Linked DNA regions of Mus musculus: region 1 is linked to region 2. The links are chromatin contacts, called in public promoter capture Hi-C maps. All regions are on one chromosome and are shown on one strand. The core of a region is the stretch at or near the end of the contact, and the rest is flanking DNA. Distances in the headings are between cores, read along the strand shown. Region 1 holds the start of Sema6c (sema domain, transmembrane domain (TM), and cytoplasmic domain, (semaphorin) 6C). Region 2 holds the start of B230398E01Rik (a long non-coding RNA gene).

Region 1 (3,871 bases), core at 189-2,688, 180 kb before region 2:
ACAGCTGTCTCTGAGTCATTTCTGCTCCTGTAAGTAACCCCTCACCCATATTTCTGTAAGTACCCCCAGTAAAACTTCTCAGTTCACCAAGTTTGACTTTGGTGGTATCCATATTTGGCCTCCCTATCTGGGTTCAGTAGACGTGTTCCATCTCCCCAGGAAAAGTTTTGTCATACAACAGCTCCTACACACACACACACACACACACACACACACACACACACACACACACTCATACATAATTAAAGCACCTGCTTCTCCTACCCCTCTTCGAATCCCCCTCAAGACTTTCAACACTTCGCCATTGTGACCAACTCCATTGTCTACCTGTTCTGGGCATAAAAGCTTCAGGTATTGGTGTTGATGAGGGAACCCAGGGTTCACAGATGATTTAACAGAGAGAGTGCTGGGATCTGCGTCAGATGTAGTATTTGCTAGTCTTATCTGTCCCCCAACAGTCACCCCTAGTAGCCCAACTGAAATAAATATAAATCCAACATCTAGAGCACAGGTGAAGGATTTTTCTCTGAAAGGGTAGATTTATGGTTTCTGTCATAGTGAGACCTAGGCTCTCTGGTAGGCAGAGGAGAAGTAAGGGTTTTGGGAACCACTGGCCTGGCACAGGACTCCACTTTGTAGCTAAGAATAACACACAAACATAAAGTGCTTAATCTGGACCAGACAGTGTTCTCAGGACTGTGCCTCATTTGCGTTACATCTGTCACCTCACTTAATCTCTGAGTAACACCACGAGATATAACACTATGGTTATCTTCCTTTTATTGATGTGGAAACTGAGGCTAAGAAAGGTTAGATAACACGAATCTAGCGAGCAGATGAGCAGGGTTTCATACCTGCCGTGGTTTGGTGTGGCTAAGACCTTGCACTCCTTATGTCTGTCTATTGAGACAGGCTCTTGCTATGTTATGCCAACTGGCCTGGAACTCACTACAGAGCTCAAGCTGTCTTCAGAGTTGTAGCAGTCTTCCTCCCTCAGACTCCCAAGTGCTGGGATTGTGAGCATGCAACCATCACGTTCAGCTAGAGGTCACATCTTTAGCCGCCTAGCAACACTACCTCTGAGTGAAGAAATGCCCAGGGATGAGAAGCGTGAGGTTCCAGCTCATCCCACCTGTTTGTTCCCCTTTGCTTGGCCATTCTCTTAGCTTCCCTAAGACTGGGAACATCCTCACTCCTTGCCTCTCTCTCATTCTCTACTTGCACCCCCCCCCCCCAAGTGGGCAAAGTGGGTGGAGCACTCACCTTGAAGGTCAGAGGTCAACAGAGGGGTGGGGTCCTGGGGAAAGGCAGCCTGGGCTTGGGGGAGCGATGACAGCAACAGCAGCAGGAGCAGCAGGGGCATGGAGTGGGGGGCACGGGGCATCCTGTGCGGGGCAGCTCACGCCCCAGGGGGTACCCCCTCACCCATGTGCCGGCCCTGGAGTAAGGAGACAGAAAGGGGGGGAAGGGACTAAGTTCTCTCTACCCTTGTTGCAGGCAGACTCCTCCCCAGGTCTATCCCCAGAAGACCCTATGGGGTGGGGCAAAGAGCCATCTCTGCCTCACTCCCAGCCAGCTGTCACTGTCTGTCACTCAAGGCCCTTCCCTCTCCAACTGGCCCAAACTGGTTGGTGTGCTGCCTGCTGGTGTGACCCCAGGTAAGGACAGCACAAATCCTCTGCCCCTCCCAGCCTTTCTTCCTCTCTCCTGCCTAGGTCTGGGACACTCAGTAGGTGACACCTCCTGGCCCCCCTTGTGCTAACCCCTTCTCAGCTATAATTAGACACTTAAGCCTTAAAATTATAAATAGTGACTCCTTGGCACTTGGAGAAGGAAGAGGGCACCAAGTCTGTTTCCCCTCCCCTCACAGACCCCCACAGCACCCTGGGAGTGCTGTAGGCACTGCGCCCAGGCAAAGGCAGCTGTGCGGCAGCCATGGTCCTGTCTAAGGCTGAGAAAGAACAGAAGGAGAGGGACAGACAGCCTGGGGGTCACTGACCCAGCCGAAGCTCATACTTCAGGGGCCGTTCCCATGGCTGAGGAAGAAGCTGGGCAGGGAGGGATGGGGTGTGCATGGAGGGGCTGTCTTAGCCAAAAATGAATCTGCATCAAAGCCAGATCAGAGGCTAAATTTAGCTCTGGCTGCAGCTGTCTCCTCGACCACTGGGCCCCCTCCCAGCCCGGAGCCCCCTGTTGCCTCCCTGGCTCCTAAGAACCAATGCATGCTCTCATCGTGGGGAGAAGAGCAGACCCACCCCCTATGCTGAACGAAGGATAGAAAGGACGGGTGAGAAGAAATGGCTGAACGTGCCCCGCTCTCCCCTTCTTCCCTCATCAGGCTGCCTCTGAAATTGAAATATAAATAATTCAATGACAGGCAATTGTAGCCCAAAGTCCAAGAAAAGATGGATATGGTGAAAGGGACGGTGAGACATGTCTCCTTCCCACCCAGCAGCCTCCCCCAGCCAGCTGACCCTGACTAGACCCACTGCAGGAGGTGCGTACCAGCTTCCTGCCTTCCCTTGGGATTGAAGTGAGGTGCTGAAAAGACTCCATTAATCAGGTCAGGGAGCTAGGAGTCCTTTCTTTTGTGATAGATCACAACAAGCCTTAGTTGTCCATTCCAAGTCTTCTAGAGTAGACTCTGGGCCTACAAGGCAAGCCCTCGTCCATCTCTCCAATAATTTCACTCTGGAAGCCAGGACCCAAGTGTCCACCCAAGCCCAATCTAGCGTCACTGGTGGGAAGGTTGACGTCAGGTGGAGCCCCAAGAGAGCTGGAGGAAGGGGCAGGGTAGAAACACCTAATGATGACCCCCCCCCTTCCCCAGAGGCAGAGCCCTTAGCTACCTAAGGACCCCTCCCTTGAAAGGCCAAGTCTTTCTCCCTCTCCCAACCTATGTTTCCGGGTGTTGGTACTCCCAGAAGAGAAAGGGACACAGCTTGCCTCCTATGCTCTCCTACCAGCCCTCAAGTTGCCCTGGGCAACTGCTCTCTTCACCCTGGAAACAACTTTGGTCTCTGGCAAGTGGGGAGAACAGCGGGACCCTCTTCCTGGCCTCTGGCAGAGCCTGCCTCTATCCCCTGTGCTTAGGAGTTGTAGCCTTTCCTTACCTGGGGTGGTGGGTCCTGTGGGGATGAAGAGGGATAGGAGCCCTCTGATCTAAGGGAGGAAGGGACAAAAGAAGAAGGGAAAAGACTAAATCACATCTCCCTCACCACATCCTTTAAAAGTCAATGTGCAAATCCTGGGAAAAGCTGTTGAAGCCAGTGTTGGGGAGATGCTAAGGGGAGTGCATTTTGTTTGGTTACAAAATGAGGGCAGCTTCGCACCGGAAGATATGAGGGTAGCTTTTGGCCTTTAGCCAGAAACTCCTGGAACTGCAGGACTAGTGTTGGGGAAAGGGTTGTCTGGGAGTTGTGGGGCCTGATGACCACTCCCATGTTAAAACCTTCAGACTCCAACAGCCTCCTGCAAAAGCTCCCTAGCTAGGGACAATAGAGGCTAATTTGCATCTAATTTGCATGCTCTTCATTTCCAAGCAAATGCTCTGATAGCAAGTACCCTCACCCCCTTATTTCCTCAGAGAGCAAACAGTGCTTCCCTCCTACCTAATCTCTCACACTAAGGACCCCCCAACACATGCTCACTTTCAGCGGGGTTAGACCAGCCTCTAAAAACACTCGGTTGGCCTTTTCCTTGGCCCACTAGACTCGAGTATGATACATCTTTAAGAGGGCTTCCCATAAGCTGTTTGGGGGAGCAACATCTGGGTGGCTCCCATCCAATCCCTGGCCTGGGGACAGGCATGCTGTGACCTGGAGAAATCCCAAGGAGAGACCTGGCCATTCTTTCTCCTTTTAGGTCCTCC
Region 2 (4,242 bases), core at 736-3,235:
GACTTCAAAGATCTCTAGAAATATCCTGGGGGCTTTAAAAGAATGAGGCTCTGGGTTCCCTCCCAGAAAGAGAGAGGGATGGGGGTGGGATAGAGAGCTAAAGACTCATGCCTTTATCTTGATCCCAGAATCCATCCACTCAGGTGGCAAAGGGTCACTGTTCCAAGGGCCCTCCACCCCAACCAATTCATAGTCATCTCATGTAGAAAAGGCAGAATTCTTTTCCATTCTCAAATTAGCCTTTCTGTTGTAGTCCCCTGTTACCAAACCATACTGGATATGACCCCAGGCCTCCAAAAGAGAGGCTCTGCCACACGGGAGGAGAAGGGATCATGATTAAAAGAGGATCAGCACAGGAACTAGAAAACAGAGTGGGTAGACAAGGAATAAAAGTTAAATTTATATATATATATATCATCCAAACTCCCAGAGGGTCCAGCATTTCCTCTCACGTCTTTGCCCAGGAACAAGGTCCAAGACCCTGTAACAGGACTGGAGGGTCATGGGTTAGTCCAGAGAGAATAAGGAGAGAGAACAGGGATTAAGGGATATCCTGGGCAGTGAACTGGGGAATGGGAAGAACTCAAACCTGAAAGAAAGGAAGTTAAAAAAGGAAAACCAGTTGTGGGAAGGTAAAACTTTCCCTCAGGCCAATTCCTGTTTGTTTTTGGAGTTGGCTCAGCCAGCACAGGGTCTAACATTTAGAAAACTGAATAAATATTTGATGGGCTGATGGCAGAAGCCATAAGGAAAGGGTTCTTGGTGGGAGAAATGGGATACTGGAGGTTTCTGCCAAGCAGTCCTTGGCTCTAATCCAGGAGTAAATTCTACCTCTCCCAGCTGTTTGCTCCAGAGACCGAGGGGCTAGGACTAAGCAGCACAACATTCCAGCTGCCGTCTGTGAGCAAAGGATCAGCTGAGCCTGTCAGGGCACTAAAGCTCAGAGGGAATGCCGCCAGGTCTGAAAGCCTGGCAGGGAGATACGAATCTCTGGGAGTCAAAGGGGTCTTCATTGGTCTTAGAAGACATGGGACGGAGAGGAAATGCGGCCACGTGTGGAGCCTGCCACCCAGTCCCAGCCTGGCCCCACTTACGGAACTGAATGAATTATCAATACTCTCGGTGCTGGAGGAGAGCTCCTGGGAAAGGGCCAGAGGGCAAGGGGAAGAAAGGGTGGGGTTGGGGGGAGGGAAAGAGACAAAGGCAAAGAATTTAGCTCCAACTTGGTTCATAACTGCTTCTCTTGTGCAGCTATATCTGCTTTAGTGAAAGACAGTCAGCCTGAAACTGCCAGTTGCCCAGAGTCTAGACATCTGTGGGATGTTGGAAGGCCAGCTCAGACCTTGAGATCAAAAGCTGAAGGCCAAGGCACCTTCTGTTTTCTGTTTTATCTCCTGTTCTTACCTGAACAAATCTTCCTTTTAGATCAAAATCCTAGAGGCTCACTTCTTTCATACCACTCACTCACATGCCTTCAACCAACCCTGTCCTCAAGGGGACAACCAAAAACTGCAAGACCCTTGTGGTACAAAGTCGATGTTCTTGTAGCTTCTTGGTAATCTCAGGAAGAGCTAAACTCCTCTCAGTCAGCCCTGCGATCACCCTAGGAAGCCTAATCCCAACCTTGAACCTGTGTGACAAAGGGCATCCCAAACCCATGAACCTGAAAGCTGTGGGCTGGATGCTCAAAAAATGCAGTCTTATCTCTTCCAAACCTTCTTAGGCTTACTATCAGGCTACTGCACATGACACTAAATATATTGTATTTTTTGATGTATGTTGGACAATTAGATCCTAACTAAATCCACCTGAGAAAGCTAATTAGAAGGGCGGTGGCAATCTTGATTCCAGCCCAAAGTTTAGATCCCAATAATCTAAATATCACCTCAGCTGAGGGCAGTAACACATGCTTGTAACCTCAGTACTTACAAGGCTGAGGCAGGCGGATCAAGAGCTCAAGGCTAGCCCAGGCTACATACTGAGTCTTTCTTAGAAAACAAATAAAAAATTACAAAATAAACAACATCCCTCCCCTGTGCTAGCTGGTATCTGGGAACAAAGTGAGGGACAGCTCCTTCAGTAATCGTGGAATAGCACTCATGGACTGGGCCATCCATCCTGGATTCTATACACTATATCCTACCTGGGCAGGCAGCAGGAACAGGAGCAAGAGAGGGGGGTCTGGACTAAAGGAAAGTCTTGAGAATTCCTAGAGCAAGAAGGCAGTGGCCATTGCACTCTGTTCTATAGCTAGCATTTCAAGCCTCTGCTTAATTCAATTCTATGACTGAAGTTCTTGATAGAGGCACTACATTTGGGTTTTCCTCAAGAATTTAGGCAGAAGATCATTTGCAGGGTGTAGTCACACTTGGAAACACCCTGCTAAGGCTACAACTCTTCTACTTTGGGTAGAAGTGGGAAGGAAAGAGGCAGTGAAGATGTCAGAATCTGTTATAATCTGCTGGTCCAACTTCTATACTTATGCTAGTTGCAGAAGAAAAAAGGCAGAAAATTGGCCTAGCTGATCCTCTCCCAGACAGGCCCCAGTGGGCTCATTAATGTCCATGGCAGACAGTAGGGTCTCATGATCTGTTCTCCTCCTACTCCCTGGGCCTGAGTCACTTGTACTGAGTCAGCTTCAGGGAGTGAAGCTGAAGCCAGGAGCTGACATCACACCCTTATCAGGCTGGAAAGGCTTCCAGTGTGACATGCAGCAGATGCCTCTGTACAAAGGTTACAGTCCTGAAAAGACAAAGCTAATCTCTTTGAAGTGTCATTATGTAGGGGAGGGTGTGATTAAGGGTTGGTTCCTAAATCACTCTCTGATTCTTGTGCCACCTTGCCAACTCTATGGCAAAATATTTATCATTTGGCTACAAATAGGAAGGAAAATTGAGGCTAAGAACTGCTTTTTTGGGGGGGGTGTATGTGAGTCTGTAGGGAACATAAAGGAATCCTCATAAGAACATGGAAACTTCTGTGAGATCTGGCCAATGAAGAAGAGTTTTGTATGGAGACTCCAGGAAGAAAGTAGCCCTGGGCCTCTTCTCTCCCGGAGCCCCCATTTCACTCTTCTGGAGCTCCTCCATAGTGGGAGGAACACGGGATTAACCAGAACCCGCAAGGACAACCAAGACTGGGAGCCAGTGTCAGGGCACACCCAGGAATTCTCCTATACAATGTCTTGCCTGGGCTTTAGAAAAATGTGTAGTTCATTTTAGTAAGGCACGTGCATACTTAATGCTTCCGTAAACTTTTTAATCAAGATATACACTAACTAGATCCTTATATTGGAGCTAGAGCTTTGTTAAACTTTATCAGTTCCTAGTCCAAGAACAGTATTTTATCCTCCATCCTTTTGCACACTGTACAGGGAAACAGCTAGTTGTTTAGTGAATGTTTCATATAATGGAGGAAGAAAGGGAAACCATTTCCCTTGGTACCTCAAGCACAAAGGCGTTAGTTAATTGGCATATCATCAAAATATCGAAAGGGACTGGCAGTAATTCCTAAGCTGAAGTCTCCATGCCTAGAAACCTAGCGGTATTTATGTTTATTTCCTAAGGAGCCTCAGTGGAGTTAAGTGCCTCACTTAACTCCAGCATCAGATAACCCAGAAGGGCCTCAGGAAGTGTGATCTTTTTCCTTTTCTGGATCTAGTAACCCAAGAGGAGCCAGGTGGGGAAGAAAGGCAACTGGAGAACCCACCCTAGAGATTTAAACACTCATAGAATACCTGCCTCTCAGAGCCATCCATAATCCTGCAGCAGAAGTTAGATGCATAGAAGAGGGACCCCAGACCAGCACAGGGTAAGAGAAACCCTAAGGCCTCTGCTTTTCTGGTCCTAAGATGCAGACTAAAAAATAGATACAGGGAAAAGTCAAGCCAGACAGGAGGTACCAGTGAACCCCTCCCAGAAGCACACTCACTCTGACCAGCTCTGACCTTCCATGAGACAGCTTCCGGAGAAGCTCAAGACCTTTAGGACCTCGGTTCCACCAAGGTCTGGATTCTTCTTGCTTTGCAGCGACCTCCCTTTCTAGACCCTGGACTCTGCTGCCAAACTAAACAGAAATGGAAACAGTCTGACCTAGCTCCCAGAATGGCTTGGGCTTTGTCTATACGTGAATGTGGAAGTGTAGGTTGTCACATCCTGGGCTCTTCTTCTCCAATGACCTCTTACAGCTGGGATCTGGGGAAGCAGATGCTGAGAAATAACCTAGGCAGCTCAGCAGTGACTA

The links. Promoter capture Hi-C pulls out the DNA fragments that hold promoters and counts their contacts.
Region 1: a promoter capture Hi-C map of embryonic stem cells shows a contact between it and region 2. The contact joins the promoter of Sema6c here to the promoter of B230398E01Rik in region 2. A contact is called at or near these places in 2 of 39 promoter capture datasets (embryonic stem cells and liver) and 3 of 9 other capture datasets (embryonic stem cells, liver and pancreatic islet).

The regions. Positions count from the first base shown.
Region 1 is chr3:95,161,906-95,165,776 of GRCm38.p6, reverse strand. It overlaps Sema6c (sema domain, transmembrane domain (TM), and cytoplasmic domain, (semaphorin) 6C), which reads right to left and starts at 1,438. Exons shown (of 17, transcript NM_011351.2): 1 at 1,264-1,438. The coding sequence starts at 1,384.
Region 2 is chr3:94,986,200-94,990,441 of GRCm38.p6, reverse strand. It overlaps B230398E01Rik (a long non-coding RNA gene), which reads left to right and starts at 1,985. Exons shown (of 4, transcript XR_003954666.1): 1 at 1,985-4,242. The region is part of intron 2 of Pi4kb (phosphatidylinositol 4-kinase beta); the gene reads right to left.